Linked DNA regions of Mus musculus: all the other regions are linked to region 1. The links are chromatin contacts, called in public HiChIP or PLAC-seq maps. All regions are on one chromosome and are shown on one strand. Each heading gives the region's core, a stretch centred on a gene start, on an enhancer-like site or on the middle of the called end of the contact. The rest is flanking DNA. Distances are from core to core; before and after follow the strand shown. Region 1 overlaps Plxdc1 (plexin domain containing 1). Region 2 holds the start of Rpl19 (ribosomal protein L19). Region 3 has its middle 22 kb from the start of Stac2.

The links. HiChIP or PLAC-seq counts read pairs in DNA pulled down with a chosen protein or histone mark.
Region 2: a contact with region 1 is called in an H3K4me3 HiChIP or PLAC-seq map of the SCID.adh cell line, with 24 read pairs. The contact joins the promoter of Rpl19 here to the enhancer-like site in region 1. A contact is called at or near these places in 2 of 39 promoter capture datasets (embryonic stem cells and stem cell-derived epiblast-like cells), 1 of 15 datasets of contacts at CTCF or cohesin (CD8 T cells), 2 of 484 Hi-C or Micro-C datasets (cerebral cortex and large pre-B cells), 10 of 115 datasets of contacts at active chromatin or transcription factors (CD8 T cells, the SCID.adh cell line, bone marrow-derived macrophages and 6 more) and 3 of 9 other capture datasets (adipose tissue, liver and pancreatic islet).
Region 3: a contact with region 1 is called in an H3K27ac HiChIP or PLAC-seq map of regulatory T cells, with 3 times the contacts expected there. The contact joins two enhancer-like sites. A contact is called at or near these places in 9 of 39 promoter capture datasets (the C10 cell line, cranial neural crest, embryonic stem cells and 5 more), 2 of 484 Hi-C or Micro-C datasets (large pre-B cells and liver) and 2 of 115 datasets of contacts at active chromatin or transcription factors (large pre-B cells and regulatory T cells).

The regions. Positions count from the first base shown.
Region 1 is chr11:97,953,602-97,956,711 of GRCm38.p6, forward strand. Plxdc1 (plexin domain containing 1) reads right to left here. Exons shown (of 14, transcript NM_028199.3): 3 at 2,822-2,965; 4 at 2,498-2,567; 5 at 1,800-1,922; 6 at 1,150-1,268; 7 at 282-381. Among named protein-coding and RNA genes, the nearest start is that of Plxdc1, 31 kb to the right of the region's middle. Within about 2 kb of position 1,735, at least 54 of the 459 cell types and tissues checked have an H3K27ac peak or open chromatin away from gene starts, as enhancers often do. A contact at or near this core is called in CD8 T cells, the SCID.adh cell line, double positive thymocytes and 2 more, where this site is marked.
Region 2 is chr11:98,025,331-98,028,290 of GRCm38.p6, forward strand. It overlaps Rpl19 (ribosomal protein L19), which reads left to right and starts at 1,594. Exons shown (of 6, transcript NM_009078.2): 1 at 1,594-1,660; 2 at 2,493-2,599. The coding sequence starts at 1,656.
Region 3 is chr11:98,074,044-98,076,891 of GRCm38.p6, forward strand. No RefSeq gene overlaps it. Among named protein-coding and RNA genes, the nearest start is that of Stac2, 22 kb to the left of the region's middle. Within about 2 kb of position 1,543, at least 30 of the 459 cell types and tissues checked have an H3K27ac peak or open chromatin away from gene starts, as enhancers often do. A contact at or near this core is called in regulatory T cells, where this site is marked.

The DNA.
Region 1 (3,110 bases), core at 485-2,984:
CACCCTGGTCACCTGTTAATCCCCTGGGTTGGAGGCCATTTTGTTTGAATTCTGGAAGGCTTACTGACTGCTGGGGTAATGGCGTGCATCTTGGCGTGACAGTCTTTGGAGAATTTGCAAATGGAGCAGGTGCTGAGTACAGGGGCTCCCGACCCCCTTCGCAGCAACCAGGCCAGTGCCTCTCTCTAGACACAGCTAGGCAAGAAATGACCCCTCTGCTATAACAAGGAAATGTAGGTGCAGACGGACCCGGGTCAGACAGAGGCCCCCTGGGGACTCACCTGGCACCTCTGGGGATGAATTGAGAATCATGAAAGCGTCGGACAGGCCTGCCTTGACAGGGTGCTGGGCAGAGCTGATATCCAGGACAGCCATGGGGATCTGCAGCAGGAAGAAGAGGCACCTGCCATCCACCCGGAACCCTCTGCGGTCACAAAGTCCCCACTCAGTTCCACACCCAGCTGTCTGCTCAGAGCTCGAGAACCCGAACGCCTGCAACCACACTCCAGAACTGCTGTGCTTCCTCCTGCATGGATCCTCTAGCTCTTCACAGGCCAGAAGTCGCCCTTGGCTTCCCCCTTTCTTTCCTTTACTCTCCATCTCTTCTCATTCATCCCCAAATACCAGGAGTCAACCTGGTGGCTCTCATCTCTGTCCAGTCCTCTGTCTCCCAAGTCAAAGCTGTGTCACTTTCCTTACACCATCTCCCGGCATTCCCTTAAGTCCCCAACAAACAGTCTGTCTGCTCTGAAGCCAGAGTGGTCTTTGCAAAAGACCATCTGGTTGTTCCCCTGCCTCATCCTCTGACTCTCCGGTCCAGAGAAGCTACCTTCTAGTGCACTGGTTCTCAGCCTTCCTAACGCTATGACCCTTTAATATAGTCCCTCCTTTTCTCCTGGAAGCTTCCCTTGGCCTCTGACGACGTGAAGACCCCCACAGCAGGCTCTTTGCACCTTTATGTGGGGGCACCAGTCATAGCAGCAATTCAGTGTTTGTCTTTGTAATCATCTCTCTGTGAAATTTGTAGCTGCGTAAGCCCCAAGTCCAGATAAGCCCAGAGCAGTCTTGGCACCTAGCCCGGTCCCCCCCACACTACAGCTCCTCTACAAAGCTTTGCTGCATGAATGACAGGCTCTAAAACATACTCACCTCTTTGTAGCCGAAGACAATGCGGCCATCTCGGTGTAGGGCCGCCTGGAAGGTGAAGCTGCCCCTGTCCTCCCGGTCCTGGAGGTAAACATGATCCCACTGAACCACAAAAACGGTCCCTGGGGAAGAGAACAGAGTCTTGGCTGAACAGGGAGACAGTGCAGGGGACCCAGCAGATATCGTGGTGGTCGGAGATGGGAGCCATTTGTGAGTTTGAGAAGCGGGAACTAAGCAACCCACAGACACCAGCCTGGTTTCCGAGTCATAGAGGCCCCCAAAAGATCCTGTTTCTGCTCTAGCTCTCCAAATTGCTCATCTCTTATGATGTGCACACCTCTCTCTTGCCTCTCCTGATTCCTGGAGACAAAAGGAGAACATGGAAATGCCTGTCTCCTACATGAGTGGGGGCTCATGGTTGTAAGAAGCAGAGGACACCCCCTCCCCGAAAGGTTTGGCACCCTCATCTGGCTCAACAAGGCTAGACAGCACCACCTCAGTTCCCTTCTTTCAGATGAGAAGACAGCACAGGGTAGAAGGAAAGGTGGCTGCCTGCCTGTGTGACTGTGGGCTGAGGGCTCCCAGGAAGTGGTTAGACCAGGAACACCCACCCCGGTGCTGGGTGAACTATATACTCTAAGATCTGACCTCACCATTGTCAAAGTAAGCAACCGTGGAGTTGTCAGAGTAGCCGGGGTTGAAGTTGGCCATCAGGGGTGCCACATACTGCGTAGCTGTGAGCATCCGGTGGAGCATGTCCCCCATGAAGATGAAGCCTAAGGAGAGAGAAGTTTGGAGGTATCAGAGATGGGTCAAAAAGTTACCTCTAGGGTCTCCCCCATCCCCCCACTGGCAGGGGCTAGAAAAGAGTCTGATGGCTTCAACCCCTCCCTACCCAGTGGGCTCTGTACTTGGTGAGATAGAAAAATGGCCCAGATTAGAGAATGCTTGCCCCATATCTCTGGATAGGCACAGATTACAAGCACAAGGGGTGGGAGAAGGGAGAGGAAGTGACTCCCAACCTCTCCTGTTTCAGGAAATAGGATGAAAGTAACAGGAAGTCAGAGAGGTCCTCGGATCAGGGGACCTGAGTCCTTGATCCCTCGGTCTCCGAAAAAGAGACCCCAGAGGTCCACATGCCAGCTGTTTGGGCCCAGAGTAATGAACTCATGCTCAGAGTCCCACAGGCAGGCACGCACACAGATCATCTGATTTGGGTGGGGCAATTGAGACAGTCCCTGAGTTCCTCCCTCCCTCACCCACCTATCCACCACCTGTTTTCAGTGAGTCCCTCTCTGAGTCAGGCTGAGACCTCCACGTCCTCCCCCCAACCTCATTGGTTTGTCCTTACCTCCGGTTGCTATGGTGATCTGCCGCAGAGGATGCCCATAGAAAGGGAAATCAAAGGACAAGACCACTCTCTGCAGGGACAGGAGAGAGTCCCCATGGGTGGTACTGCCTGCCAGACACAGGTCACCCTCCCTACACCAGACTTATCTGAACAATGTGGGCACCAGCATATCCAGGGGATGGCTCCTAGGATGACAGCTGGGTACCCCACTGAGCTTCCTCTGACTGAACCCGCTCCAATTACAAATCTCAGGCCATAGCCCCATGTACTCCCAGGCCGCCATTGCTGGCCTAGCCCCGAGTCCTGTTAGGCCTAGGCACTCACTGAAGCCTGTCGGTGAGAACTGGAGAGGATCCTGTGGATCTTCACATGACTCCGGTTGGCCACAGCCAGGTCCACCCACAGATCCTGGCTTTGTTTCTCACCAGGGCCGTAGACACGGGACACGTAGTAGTTATGGTTGTCCTCCTGCGGGGACAGAGACAGAGCCTAGAGGTGGCGTGAGGAGCCAGGCAAGCTGGGCACCATCCTCTGCTTCTCCCTACTCAGACTTCCCAATATCCTCCTGGCCCAGCGCACCTGACTGAATGCTTTAGGCCTGAAAGTCCCTGCA
Region 2 (2,960 bases), core at 344-2,843, 72 kb after region 1:
TTTTTTAAAAGTTGACTATTTCTGAGATAGTGCATAAGTATGTTTCTTACCCTGGCTCTTTCCTTTTAACTCTCAGCTCATTTTACTGCTTAGAAAATTCAAAGAAGATAGCAACCAAGCACAGAGACGCAGACCTGTAAGTGCAATTCAAGCACTGGAGAGAAGGTAGAGGCAGGAAGATAGAGTTGAGGCCATCCTAGGCTACATAACAGGACCTTGTCTCAAAAACAAGCAGAGAAAAAGAAAGACTCTTGATTCAAGTAAGCAAGAGGACCAGAACCCTGATCTAGACCAGGCTGTTCTCAAACTCACAGAGATCCACCTGCCTTTGCCTCCTGAGTGCTGGTACATACTACAATACCCAGCTTGGGTCTAGGACTTTTAAAAAACAGGGTTATTTTTATTTATGTGCATATCCATGCATGCCATCATATCTGCTCTACCTCACTGTGCCAGCGCATGAGACTGGCACAGGGCACCAGGTAGCAAGGAGTTACTGACAGTTCTGAATGTTTACAGGCAGATATGGATGTTGGGAATCCAACTGCAATCCATTGCAAACGCACAAGCCTGTGCCATCTCTAGTCCCACTCCCTGGTTTTTGGGTTTGTTTTTTAATCGGGGCTCCCAATATCCGGGCTGGCCTTGAACTCCATATGTCGCTAAGGGTGGCCTTGAAATTCTGATCCTTCTGCCTCCCAAGTACTGGGGTCTTATTCTGTAGCCCAGATTGCCTGGACCACCTTAAATTTGGGTCCATATCATTTCCTGACAGGATTAAGGGAGTAAGCCAGCTGCTCCGCTCCGGAGCTCCAGATATTTGAACTTTTGGCCCCCAGAACATTCTCTTTGGGTTTTCAGTCAGAGGTCTCCAAAGCCATTCGTCCTTTTTTGTTCTGACAACCCTTCGTTTAGTCAATGTAGGGTCTCCTCACACGGACTTGCTACAGTGCAGATTGAGCCAAACGAGATTGGTTCCGCTTGCTTGTGCTAACGCCTTTTTTGTAATAGTAGATGCATATGATTTTCACAAGTGGATGACAGAAATACGAGGCTTAGGTTCAGACTACAATGGAGATTGAAATGGAAGCATCCAGAGATAGGGATCTGCGGGGGCACTGAGAAAAATCTCTTGGTTTTTGCCTGCGCGCGAGCTACTACTCTCTGGGAGCGAAAGCGGGGTAGTGTCCGCTGGCTCTCCGCCGTCCTTATTCTCTAACACTCCCTTCGCTCCTTTTCTCCCAGCTAATCTAGAAACCTTTCACAGACCGCTAGCCCTCCGCGAAGACCAGGCCGTCCAGGCCAAACCCTCCTCACGCCGCCTGCGCGACTTAGCGTGACTTCCGGCTACCCAGAGGACCACGTGACCAAACGCCCTCACTGCGCATGTGCGCCGCGGAGTCGGACTGAACCATTTTGCCCGACGAAAGGGGTAGGTCTTTTGTGTTTTACAGTTTAAAACTGATTCTCGATCTCCAGTATCTAGGATCACGATTTTTTAGGAAGAAAACAAATTAGTGTGAGATGAAATAAGGTGAAATAGCGTAGCGTAAATACAGACAATCATGGAGTGGGGCTTGGGCTCTCCCCTTCGCAGATAATGGGCGGAGCCTGCGGCCCACAAGCTCTTTCCTTTCGCTGCTGCGGCCGCAGCCATGAGGTGAGCGGGCCCGGCTCTCGGTTCTTGGCCGATGAGGTCGACGGGGCCGACGGGGCCGGCAAGGCTTGGCAGGGATCGGGGCCGGGACCCCGGATGGCAGAGGGGAGAGGGGAGGCGAGCGTGGTGCGGCCGCACCCGGAGCGCGGAGAGCGCGCACGGCCTGGGCCTAGGGAGGGTGGAACGCGGGACGCCGAGGCCCGAAGATCTCCCGCGGGCGCCGCTCTCTGCCTGTCACGCGTTGTGAGGCAGGGCGCGGGGAGAGCAGCGGCGACAGGGCCCTGAGTGGCTCCTCGGCTCGCCGGAGCCCAACAGACCCCTACCATGTAACGTGGGACAAGTCTCGGGCAAGGCCAGGCCTCCGAGTGCGGAGGATGAGGTGCCGGGTCGGCTTCCGCCCGAACGGCTGGACGAGGTTTATTAACGTGAAAAAGAGCCCAGAAAGCAAAGAGCCTCGCCTGTTCTGGGTAAACAGGCTGCGTCACAGTCGAGTCTGATCAATTCGTGTCTGATCCTTAACATTAAAGTCTTCACCGAGCCAAGTACCCGGAAGAGCTTAAGCACCCCTTCCCCCCACCCCAGATCTCAAATGGCTGGCCACTTTGGCCACGTTCATTGCCCAGGTCTTTCTTGGTTTGGATTTAAGGCCTTGCTTTGGAAATAGTTATTAGAGGACAGGAAGGGGTGGCAAAAATTTTAGGTCTAGGGGGTGTGTTTGCCCTTAATAGAAATGTATGCATACTGGTGTATATTTTAGAGGGAAGATTTTGCTTGGAGTGTTTGTTGTTGTTCAGATGTCGCTTCCAGGGCTTACTAGTGCTTTCTGTGTACCCAGTATGCTCAGGCTACAGAAGAGGCTTGCCTCTAGTGTCCTCCGCTGCGGGAAAAAGAAGGTCTGGTTGGATCCCAATGAGACCAATGAAATCGCCAATGCCAACTCCCGTGAGTATGATCTGTCACCCTCACTCACTATCTACCTATAAGGAGATAAGTATGTATGTCTTATACATATATCATTGTATATAGAAATAGTTTATAGGGTGCAACCATCTCGTGTTACATTAATAATTTATGAGTAAAGTGAGTATTTTATGTCCCGTGGAAGTTTTTGATATTTAAAGACTGGAGGATGTTGGATGAGGTTTCAAGACAGAAGCAAGCCTTGTTAGTATCAGACCAAGTACTTTGTTAAACTGCATTTCAGATACACCAATATGCTATGAAATATTTACGAGGTAAATGTTCTTTTTAAAATAAGTATTCCAGGATTTCATCTCCTTTTCAGGATGTTGGGTCAAGGGTA
Region 3 (2,848 bases), core at 293-2,792, 120 kb after region 1:
GCTGAGTGTCTAAAAAAAATTTGCTGGGTGCAGTGGCACACATCTCTAATCCTAACACTTGGGAGGCAGAGGCAGGTGGATTTCTGAGTTCGAGGCCAGCCTGGTCTACAAAGTGAGTTCCAGGACAGCCAGGAATGCACAGAGAAACCCCATCACAAAATAAACAAAAAAAATGACAAACAAAATATTTAAAATACAACTAAGGTGGAGTGAGACCTGAGAAAGGCACTTGGGGTTGACTTTAAACTTCTACACACATGCATACACACTCACACATGTGCAGAAACACACACTCACATGGCACTGGAGACTAGGAATGAGGGTGTACACCTGTAACCTGTGCACACTTGGAGACTGAAGTAGAAAGATTACCATCAGTTTGAGGTCCGTCTAATCTAGAATGGAATCCTGTCTCATAATCCTCTTTCCCCAAATCCTTGATGTCAGATGTAGTGGCTCACTCCTGTAATCCCAGCATAAGAAAGGCTGAGTCCAAGGCCTGCTTGGGTTACAGAGTGAGAAGGTGTCTCAAAAAGCTAAGGGCTAGGGGCTGGAGAGGTGCCTCAGTGGGTAAGCGCACTTGCAGCTCTTGCAGAGGATACAGGCTGAGTTCCCAGCATACACTCGTGGCTCATAACTACCGGAAGTCTCGTTCCAGGGGATCTGATGCCTTCTTCTGAAGTCTTCAGGAACCCAGGCACTCACACAATGCCCATACATACATGCAGACAAAATACACACATAAAGGAAAAAGAAATAAATCTATTAAAAAAAAAATCAGGTGGTAGCGGTACACGCCTTTAATCCCAGCACTCTGGAGGCAGAGGCAGGAGGATTTCTGAGTTAGAGGCCAGCCTGGTCCAGTTCCAGGACAGCCAGGACTATGCAGAGAAACCCTGTCTCGAAAAACAAAAACAAACAAAAAAGACTTTATCACTCTCTTAGCGCCCACAGGAGCTGACTGACCTGGAAACAGAAACCTGACCTTGCCTCCCATCACTTCCTGGCTCTCTCTTCTATTCTCTAGACCTATGACAGGCTGCCTCTTTCTGCTGAAACTTTGACCAGGCTAATGCCTTTCTTCCAAACAGGGACCTAACCTGGCCTCTTGACAGCCTTGAGCGGAGCCCATACAGACCCTTTTGAAAAACCCAGGTTCTCCCTGCTATCTGTACCTCCCGACCCCCCACTTCTGCAACCATAGCCTATTTTGGGGCCTCACCTGCCTCTCAGTTTCTGTCCCCAGCAAGGGGAGGTAGGATGAACCTGTTTTAGCTTCTGGTGTGTGAGACCGGAGGCTGGCATAGAGGAGGCCAGGGACAGTGTGCACTGAAGCCTGACCGGTTCAGGGGCGCCTTGCAACCTGGCTGGCCACACTACTGCCCGAGACTCTGGTCCCTTTCCCGGGCCCAGTTCTTCAGAGATTCACTTGGCTCCTTGGGGGTGTAGTCCAGCTAAATGGAGTCTTCCAATTTCTCCAAAACCTACCTTAAAGCCGCAAGGCTTCTTCTCAGTCTCCGGAACAGATTCTCTCTGCCCCCTGGTGGCCAAGTATGGTACGGCCACAGTTGATACCAAAACAAGAGTCCCGACAGGATGCAGCTAGGCTCTTAGGCTTGTGAATCTCCTTCCCATAGTCATCGTGAATCCCTGGGCCCCTTGGGCACCTCAGTGGTCTTCATGCTGAACCCCAGAGACTGCATCTCAGAGATGACGTCCTGTCTGCGTGAGCACTCCAGCTAATGTGGGAAGCTGGCCAGCTTTACTGATGGGGCTGACATGTGGCAGGGACCAGAACTATAAGCAACTGAGGGTGGGCATTCATGAAAATAACTTTTCTCCCTTGGCTTGCTGTGTCCTTCAACTGACTTTTACTGAGGACCAAGAGCTACTTGGCACTACTGTGAATAGCTTTCTCTCGGCTTGATATAGATAACATACATGACTCCTTGTACACAGGGTCCAGAAATGTTAACTCTTTCAAGGACATACAGCTAGAAGTGGTGGACGTGCGGTTTGGGCAGGTTAGGGCTGTCTGTAGGCTAAGGGACTGTGTCTCCGGCCTCCCAGCCTCAACCTCAGACTCCTTCCCCTTTCCTGGTCCTTTCTGCCTCTGTAGGAACTAATCTGTTGACGTTCACCCATCAGGACCTTATCCAGACCTGCAGGACTGACATTCCCATCTAGCAGGCGCTTCATAAACTGTTTGAGCCTGAAGGTACCTTACAGGCCACTTGAGTCATGCTCCTGCCTCCCCAACTGAGTCTCATGTAGCTCAGGCTGACCTTGAACTCACTAAGTAGACATGGCTTTGACCTCTTGATCCTCCTGCCTCCTTCTCCCTAGTCCTGGGATTATAATATAAAAAGCTTTTTATAGGGGGCTGGAGAGATGGCTCATCGGTTAAGGGCCCTGAGTTCAATTTTCAGCAACCATATGATGGTTTCACAACCATCTATACTGGGGTGGGATACCCTCTTCTGCCATTCAGGTGTACATACAGATAGAGCACTCATATTTAAAATAAATACATCTCAAAAAGTAAAGAAGAAAAGAATGATAGCAGAATCCTTTTTGTTTCTGGTGTTGAGGATCAAACCCTGGGCCTCATGAATGTACTGAGTCCTCCCAGCCACTCAGATCCATGGCCTTTTTGACTATGGCCCTGGGGGCAGCTGTGTTCTCAGTAAGCAAGTATAAGGGCAGGTGGAATTAACTGACCCCTCCCTGGGCCGGGCCCAGGTTCCTTTCTATTGGACTCCATGTGGCTCTAAAGACAGATGTGTCTCCCTGTCACTTCTCTTTGCTCTTCCTGAACTGAAAAGATGAGTCTTCCTTTGTAAAGGAG